2 separate regions of the Canis lupus genome follow, and region 1 is linked to region 2. A link is a contact called in public Hi-C data. All regions are on one chromosome and are shown on one strand. The core of a region is the stretch at or near the end of the contact, and the rest is flanking DNA. Distances in the headings are between cores, read along the strand shown. Region 1 holds the start of ASTL (astacin-like metalloendopeptidase). Region 2 overlaps STARD7 (stAR-related lipid transfer protein 7, mitochondrial).

Evidence for each region. A called contact is a pair of places that touch in the nucleus more often than the background predicts.
Region 1: a Hi-C map of blood shows a contact between it and region 2, with 3 times the contacts expected there. The contact joins the promoter of ASTL here to the enhancer-like site in region 2. A contact is called at or near these places in 7 of 9 Hi-C or Micro-C datasets (amygdala, blood, liver and 1 more).

The regions. Positions count from the first base shown.
Region 1 is chr17:34,767,338-34,771,228 of UU_Cfam_GSD_1.0, forward strand. ASTL (astacin-like metalloendopeptidase) reads left to right here and starts at 2,587. Exons shown (of 9, transcript XM_038560593.1): 1 at 2,587-2,632; 2 at 3,286-3,414. The coding sequence starts at 2,587.
Region 2 is chr17:34,729,918-34,733,701 of UU_Cfam_GSD_1.0, forward strand. It overlaps STARD7 (stAR-related lipid transfer protein 7, mitochondrial), which reads left to right. Exons shown (of 9, transcript XM_038561379.1): 8 at 511-660. Among named protein-coding and RNA genes, the nearest start is that of STARD7, 22 kb to the left of the region's middle. Within about 2 kb of position 1,709, at least 2 of the 20 cell types and tissues checked have an H3K27ac peak or open chromatin away from gene starts, as enhancers often do. A contact at or near this core is called in blood, where this site is marked.

The DNA.
Region 1 (3,891 bases), core at 1,337-3,836, 38 kb after region 2:
CCTTATCCAAGGTTTTACTTTCTGTGGTTTTATTTGCCCCCAGTCCACCAAGGTCTGGAGGCAGATGATCCTTCATCTGACATATCACTGGAAGGTCAGTAGTCGCCTAACCCTCTTTGCAATGCCTACAGCATGCATCTCACTTCATCTCATCATGTAGGCATTTTACATCTCACATCATTATAAGAAGGGCAAGCTCAATGCATTAAGATATTTTGAGTGAGAGAGAGATCATATCCACATAACTTTAGTTACAGTATTTATTAGTTATTAATCTCTTACTGTGCCTAATGTATACATTAATATCATTGTTTGTATGAAAAAATAGGGTTTGGTATTAACCACAGTTTCAAGCATCTATTGGGGGTCCTAGAATGTATCCCCTACTGATAAAGGGGGACTACGGCATAACATAAAATTTGCCATCTTTACCATCTTTCTAAAAGTAGGTTCTGTGCCCAGCATGCAGCCCAACTCGGGGCTTGAACTCGCAATCCTGAGATCAAGACCTGAGGTGAGTGTCCCATTAAGTGGGACACCTAACGCATTGAGCCACCCAGGTGCCCCTTATCTTTACTATTTTCAAATGTACAGTAATGTTAAGCATATTCAAGATTTCCAGAACTTTTCTATCTCGCAAAACTGCAACTCTATACCCATTAAAGGACAGCTCCTCGTTTCCCCCTCCGCCCAGGCCCTGGCAACCACCCTTCTACTTGTTGTCTCTGAATCTGACTATACGCCTCATATAAGTGGAATCACACCATATTTGCCCTGTTGTGAAGGGCTTATTTTGCTTAGCATAATGTCAAGTCAAACTGCATTTCTTTTTTTTTATTTATGATAGTCACAGAGAGAGAGAGAGAGGCAGAGACACAGGCAGAGGGAGAAGCAGGCTCCATGCACCGGGAGCCCGACGTGGGATTCGATCCCGGGTCTCCAGGATCGCGCCCTGGGCCAAAGACAGGCGCCAAACCGCTGCACCACCCAGGGATCCCTGCATTTCTTTTTTAAAAAAATATTTTATTTGTTCATTTATGAGAGGCACACAGAGAGAGAGAGAGAGGCAGAGACACAGGAAGAAGGAGAAGCAGGCTCCATGCGAGGGGCCTGATGCAGGACTCTACCCCAGGACCCTGGGATCACAATGTGAGCCGAAGGCAGATGCTCAACCACTGAGCCACCCACATGCTCCTCAAACTGCATTTCTTAACTCAGAATCTGTTTCTCTACCTCAGCAGATTATTTATTATTTTACCAAGCTTTCATCTGAAGTGGCCCATCCATAAATTTTTACATACATTAATACCCTGCCTGGGCAGCAGGGGCATCTCTCTGTTCTCTCTGTGATTCGGACTCCTCTCTTTTGAGAAATGCTGGATTCCACGCATGGCAGGATGCTGAGAGGCATTTGTGGACAGTAGCTGGTGACCCTACATCGGCTGTCACTTCCCTTCACTGGGCATTGGTGAGGGAGGTCCCCAATCCTTCACCTCATGATTTAAGTCCAGGGGGCCCCCTTGGTGACCAAGTATTGAGAATGGGCCTTTTTTAAAAAAATTTATTTATTTATAATAGACACACACAGAGAGAGAGAGAGAGAGAGAGAGAGGCAGAGACACAGGAGGAGGGAGAAGCAGGCCCATGCCGGGAGCCCGACGCAGGACTCGATCCCAGGACTCCAGGATCACGTCCTGGGCCAAAGGCAGGCGCTAAACCGCTGAGCCACCCAGGGATCCCCGAGAATGGGCCTCTTGAGAGGCCAAAGAGCATAGAGGAGGAGGAGTATGGATAAGGAACTTTAGTTTCTGGATCTGTGAAATGGGGATAAATGCCAATTTTGTAAGGCTGTTGTGGGGATGACAGAGATAGTGTGCATGCAAGGGTCTAGGTATCCAAAAGTTCCTCCTCTCCACATGGCAGGCTTCTCTGGGGTGCTGGTTACGCCGGGCGTTCAGTGTGTAAACTTTTCCTGATCCCTGCACTTGTGATTGTCCACTTTCCTATATGCACACTGAAGTAAAAGCTTATAAAAACGAGCGACCTTTTCCTCCTTCCGCAGACAGACTGGCGGTGCCTCAGGGTCTCAGGCAGCTTTTCCCTTTTCTGAGTGTGTGTGGGTGGTGGTGGGCAGGAAAGGGGTCTCCCCATGTTGGAGCATCAGGTCCATTCCAGCTCTCCCCTCAGCACCCTTCTGTGATGTTTCTCTGCCCCCTGGTGGTGGGAGAGGACGGCAGAAGAGGCACACTCCCAAGGGGTACCCTCCGTCCCCTGCAGACTGCTTTGTTCCTGGCTTCTCACCTTCTCCCCACTTCAGCCAGGCTGGGAAGGATTTGAACAGGGTCCGGAAGGCTCCGGCCTGGGCTGGGGGTGGGGGACACAGGTAGGGGCGGGCAGGGCTCCAGGTGGAGTTGATTGAGACAGGGCTGCAGGTGGAATTGGTTGGGGTGGGGTTCCAGGTGGAGGCTGGAGAAGCTGCTATTTAAGGGGGGTGGTGGTGGTGGTGGTGGTGGTTGGCCTGTCCCTGCTGGGTGTTTGTGCTTCTGCTTGCAGCGGGGCCCGTGGGGACCACCGGACAGCGTGAATATGGGAGGCCTCTGGCCTTGGGTGATAGGTCTGCTCTGTTTGCCGGGTAAGTCGGGTGCTTTGTCTTTCTCTTCTCGAGTTTTGGCTCCAGCCCACGCCAAGTGCCTGTGGGTAGAGGCGAGCAGGGTGTGGCTGGAGCCCGCAGGGATCTGAATTGATCTGAATAGCTCAGAGAATGGGCTGCGGATGTTCCCAGAAACCAGTTCTGAGGGGCGCCCAGGGGAGGCCTCCTGAAGACCCTGAAAGCCTACGGCGGCGTCTGGCAGGAGGTGGCCCCTGTGGTGCTCCGGATGTCCTTGTTCTGCTGGCGTGCCAGGCTTGCCCAGCCCGAGTCTGTTTTCTAGAGGCTCGGGCTAAGAGGGGAGGCACAGGACAGGGTCCAGGCTACCTGTACCACCTTCAGTGTTGTCATCCGGGGCCTCTCCCTGCCTCCCTTCTGCTCCCCTCCCTATCTCATACACACAGCTAGCTACTCAGGCCTGGGGCTGCTTTTTAGAACCCAATGTTGGTCCGCTTAAAGGAGCTCCTTCCTTAAAGTTGTCTAGGTGTTGTCACCATCTGGGACTGAGGGGAGGCCAGGCTACTTTCTGGAGAGCTGCCTTTGTCAAGGGCCTGGCTCCCCCCTCCCCCATGTCCTGTTGTCCTCTCTCACTAATGAGGGCACTTTGGGCCTCATGTGTATGCACCTATCTGGGCCAGGTCTGATCCTAGGAGCACCCTCAGTCTCTAGCTCCCCAGAAGCATGTGGAACCAGCTTCTCAGAGGACCTCAACCCTGAGGAGGAGACCCAGACGTCCTGGGACAAGGACATCCCTGCGATTAACCAAGGTGAGGTCACTGTGTCTTCTTGTGGGGTGGAGGGGCTCTGAAATTGTCCCTGTAGTGTGGTGAGGACCATGCCGAACATGCAGATGAGTAGAACAAGCTGGAAATGTGCCAGTTTACTGGGTTAGCGGTTCTTAGTTCTATGGACAACTGTTGTTGTTTTTTTTTTTTCTTAAGATTTTATTTATTTATTTGAGAGTGAGAGAGAATGAGCATAAGCAGGGAGGAAGGGCAGAAGGAAAGGGAGAAGCAGGCTCCCTACCGAGCAGGGAGCCCAATGTGGGGCTCCATCCCAGGACCCTGGGATCAGGACCTGAGCCCAAGGCAGATGCTTAACTGAGCCACCCAGGCGCCCTCTGTGGGCAATGCTTAAAAAGTGCATATTTCTGTATCCTCCCTACTGGATTGTTACTTTTATCAGAAGTGAGAAAAGCTTAGGTTTTAAAAACTGGCCTGATAGAAGTATGGGTCTTTGGGCTG
Region 2 (3,784 bases), core at 459-2,958:
AAATGTGGTCGTTATAGGACAGTAATTGGGAAGAAGGGGCCACCACGTGTCTTGAGAAAGGCTACACATCACAGCTATAACTGCCATCTTTTCTTTCCAATTCCTTTCTTTAAAAAGCATCCTGACATGATTTTCTTCTGCTTTTCTATAGACAGCTTCTGATTCCTCAGGAGAATGGAGAGAAGATTAAGTGTTTCTCTTTGGTACTTACTTAAGTAAAATTGGCAAATAATAGGCTATGCTACTGATAACTGATTTTAATCACCTAAAAGCCTTTTGGGATTTATGTGGCTTGATTGGGACCCCTTTACAAAGGATCTCAGAGGTCATGGCTTCTTTTCACTCCCCAAACATTTTGGGAGGCAACTATCACTCAACAGGTTGACAATCAGGTTGTAATCTTTATAAGAAGGAATTGGTTCCCTGCCATGAAAGAAATAGGGCCTTCTAATTTTGAGCCTACTTTTGGTTTATATTTTAGCCTACCCAGATTTCCCTCTCTCCAACCAGGCATGCCAGATTTCCTGGAGAAACTGCACATGGCCACTTTGAAAGCCAAGAACATGGAGATCAAAGTAAAGGACTACATCTCGTCCAAGCCTCTGGAAACGAGTAGTGAAGCCAAGGCTACCACCCCGTCTTCTGAGCGGAAAAATGAGGGTAGTTGTGGCCCTGCCCGGATCGAGTATGCTTGAAGGGCTTTGGGATAAGAAGGGACAGGCTACTTCTAGCCCTGTCTTGGTCCCTTTTCTGCTACAGAATGGGAACACATATTAGAAGGTGTCTGCTGTAACCACCAGTGCAAGATAACTCAGTAACTGGTGTCCAATTTCATTCAGAGCCCTTGTTGCTCTTTATCAAAACAGAAGAAGGAGGCATCCATGGGGGCGTTGTCATATTCTCAGGCCAAGCATTTTGCGATTCAGTATTTCACTGAGCTAATCTGGAACAAGCCTCTCACCTCAGGCCAGAAGAAGACAACTTCTTTTTGCTTCCTCTGAGTAGTTTCCTCTGCCAACATTCCAGTTCCCACCATTGGTTCTGCAGCACTTGGGATTTCCTTCAGTTCTGAAGGTCCAACTGGAAAGTGCAGTTGGCCGGTTGAGTCTCCAGTGAGGGGTCATTGGGAATGCTCTTGGTAACTGTCCTAGTGTTGAATGGATGTGAACTGTTGCTTGGCAGTGTAAGTGCCTTGTCCTCACCCTGCTTCTGTCTTTAGGGACATCAAGTTTGTACCAAGAAATTTCTCTGTGTCTCCCAAATACCACCCCATTGACTCGTCCTACCCAAAGCAGTTTCCTTTGCATTGGCCAGTTCTGTATTCATGCACTATATTTGGATCATCGCCTCGCCTCCTTCCTTAGCTTATCCACCAAGAACACTGGGAAATGAGTCCTTTTAGGTGGTAGCTTTCGGTGTCATCAATGTTTTGATAGAGTTAGTGGCGATACTTAAAACATCACACTTTAGGGTTTTTTTTTTTAACCTTTGTGTCAAAAAGTAGGAATTGGAAGTGGAATAGGATTTCTCCATAGTCCCACTGTATAGAAAACACAGTTTTGATTCAGGCATTATTTTTCACACTTCAGATTTGACTGGATGCTGAAGACTTGTCCATCTTGGAAGGCTAAAGGCAGAGGAATGGGGGTTGGGCCACTCCCTTGGAGCTCTCAGAGCAGTAGACAAGTCGTGTGAACAGATAGATGTAATCTTGCCCTAAATACTAATATAATGGGGATGTGGTTTATGTGACCTCTTGTTCCTCTGCAAAGTTTTTCTTCCTCTTTTCAGAGTTAAAATGAAAGCAAACTATGCTGTTGGGATAAAGTCACAATCAGATGGTATCAGTTTGGCCTGGCTGATTTTGCTTTGGTTTTGCTGCAATCTGACAGGAGAATAGGGATCAAGTTTTAAATAACTCCCACCTCTTTTTTTCCCTAGAATGTAAATGGATGGATTCTTCCCTTTTTTCCCCACTTGCTACCCTTTTGTGTTGAAAGGGGGATCTAAACTTCAGACTAACTCAAACCCCTCAACATTTTTGTTGCCTGTTAAGTTTTGTGCCAAGGATATAACTGCCCCCATGTTTCGTGTCTTGCCTTCTCTCAGTGATTGGCAGAACAGAGACATATGCTGAGTAGTCCCAGCTTTTCATTGATCATTTCTCTCTTCTCATCCCCAGGACTTGACAGAAGCCAGGGAAAAGTTCCTGGGTTATGTCTGAACATACCTGTGATTGTTGGGGTATGGATGGGTGTGGGCAAGAGTGTATGAATGCACAGGCGTTAAGGAGCTGTGTATTGCTCATGTTCTGATTTTTGCAACTCGACTCTGTACTTGGAGTCGGTCTGTACAATTATTATGTCATTGTAATGATTTCACTTCTAACTGTGACATTTTTATCAAATGTGTGAATAAATATATAAAGATTGGTACAAAAGAGTGTTTGTCTTTGGACATATGGTGGGAAATCTTGTATATTGAGCTGCTTGTTTCTTCCTGATCGGAAAGTTGAAGAGTATTTCTACATAGGGCTGGCACATGAAAGTAGCAGGGTGTGGTCTTCCTTGGTAGGGGCTGACACACAACTAACCACCTTGCCTTGACCATGAACCCTTTCTAGGTGACCAGTTTGGCAACTGAAAGCAAACCATCTATTTCTACTTCCTTGTCTTGATCTACTAACCCATATCCTTTGCTTTTAAAGAAGGATCAACTTGAGGAAACCGTGTTTGAGCTTTGCTGACACTGAAACTTGGAGCAAGGAAAGAAGGAGAAGATTTGAGCATGCCAGGTCTAGTGTAGGAGGCAGACCAGGGCCCTGGCTGGAGAGGGAGGGTGGTGAGCTAAAACCCCACTTAGCTTGGTGGTAAGGCAGTTTTGCTAGAGTGTCAGTTTGTTGCAAGGCAATTGATATGTTAGAGACACTTTAGAGCATCACCTAAGTTTTGAGTTTATGTGTGATTCTGCCTGTGGGAAACAGTAGGTGAATACAAATGTACACCTGAACTGTTAAAACACTTTTCTCTAGATTGTTCTATAAGATGATCACTGGAAAGCCATCTCTACTTGTAGACTACTTGTTAGATGTGTGTTTATGGGTGCCCATGCATCTGTATAATCTTAAATTTGGGAACTTGGTGGTTCTGGCCTCTGCTCTGTTGCAGAGGCCCCCTACATGTGACATCCCTGGTGTGGTTCTCTAGGCGCTGTATTAACACTTCCACTGAGAAGCACCTGTTCTTACTGAGCAACATTTCCATTGTTGGACAGTTCTTTCAGGAAGTTTTGTACATTGAAACCAAATGTGTCACCTCAGCATCTACCCATGAGTCAAGTGGGTCAAGCCCTGTCTTTGGAGCGACACGAGGAAAATGTTTTCATGGGATAATACTTCACATTTTTGAAGACCGTGCTCGTGTGACCCTAACCTTTTCCCAGGCTTCATGTCACCAGCAGCTTCAAAAGTCCTTCCAACTCTTTATTTTGAAAAATTTCATATATATCGAAAAATTGAAAGTAATAATAAAACCTTGTATACCCTTTCCCTACCTTTGCTGGTTGTTAAACTTGCTATAGTGTATGCTTTGTCTTTATAAATAGACTTTGCTGTGGACTGAACTGTGTCTCCTTAAAATTCATATGCTGAAGTCCTAAAGCCCAATGTGAGTTTTAGAGATGGGGCCTCTGGGAGGGGATTAGATTTAGATGAGGGTGTGAGAGTGAAGCCCTCACTGATGGGATTAGTCCCCTTAGAAGAAATGCCAGAAGTTTGCTTGTTCTC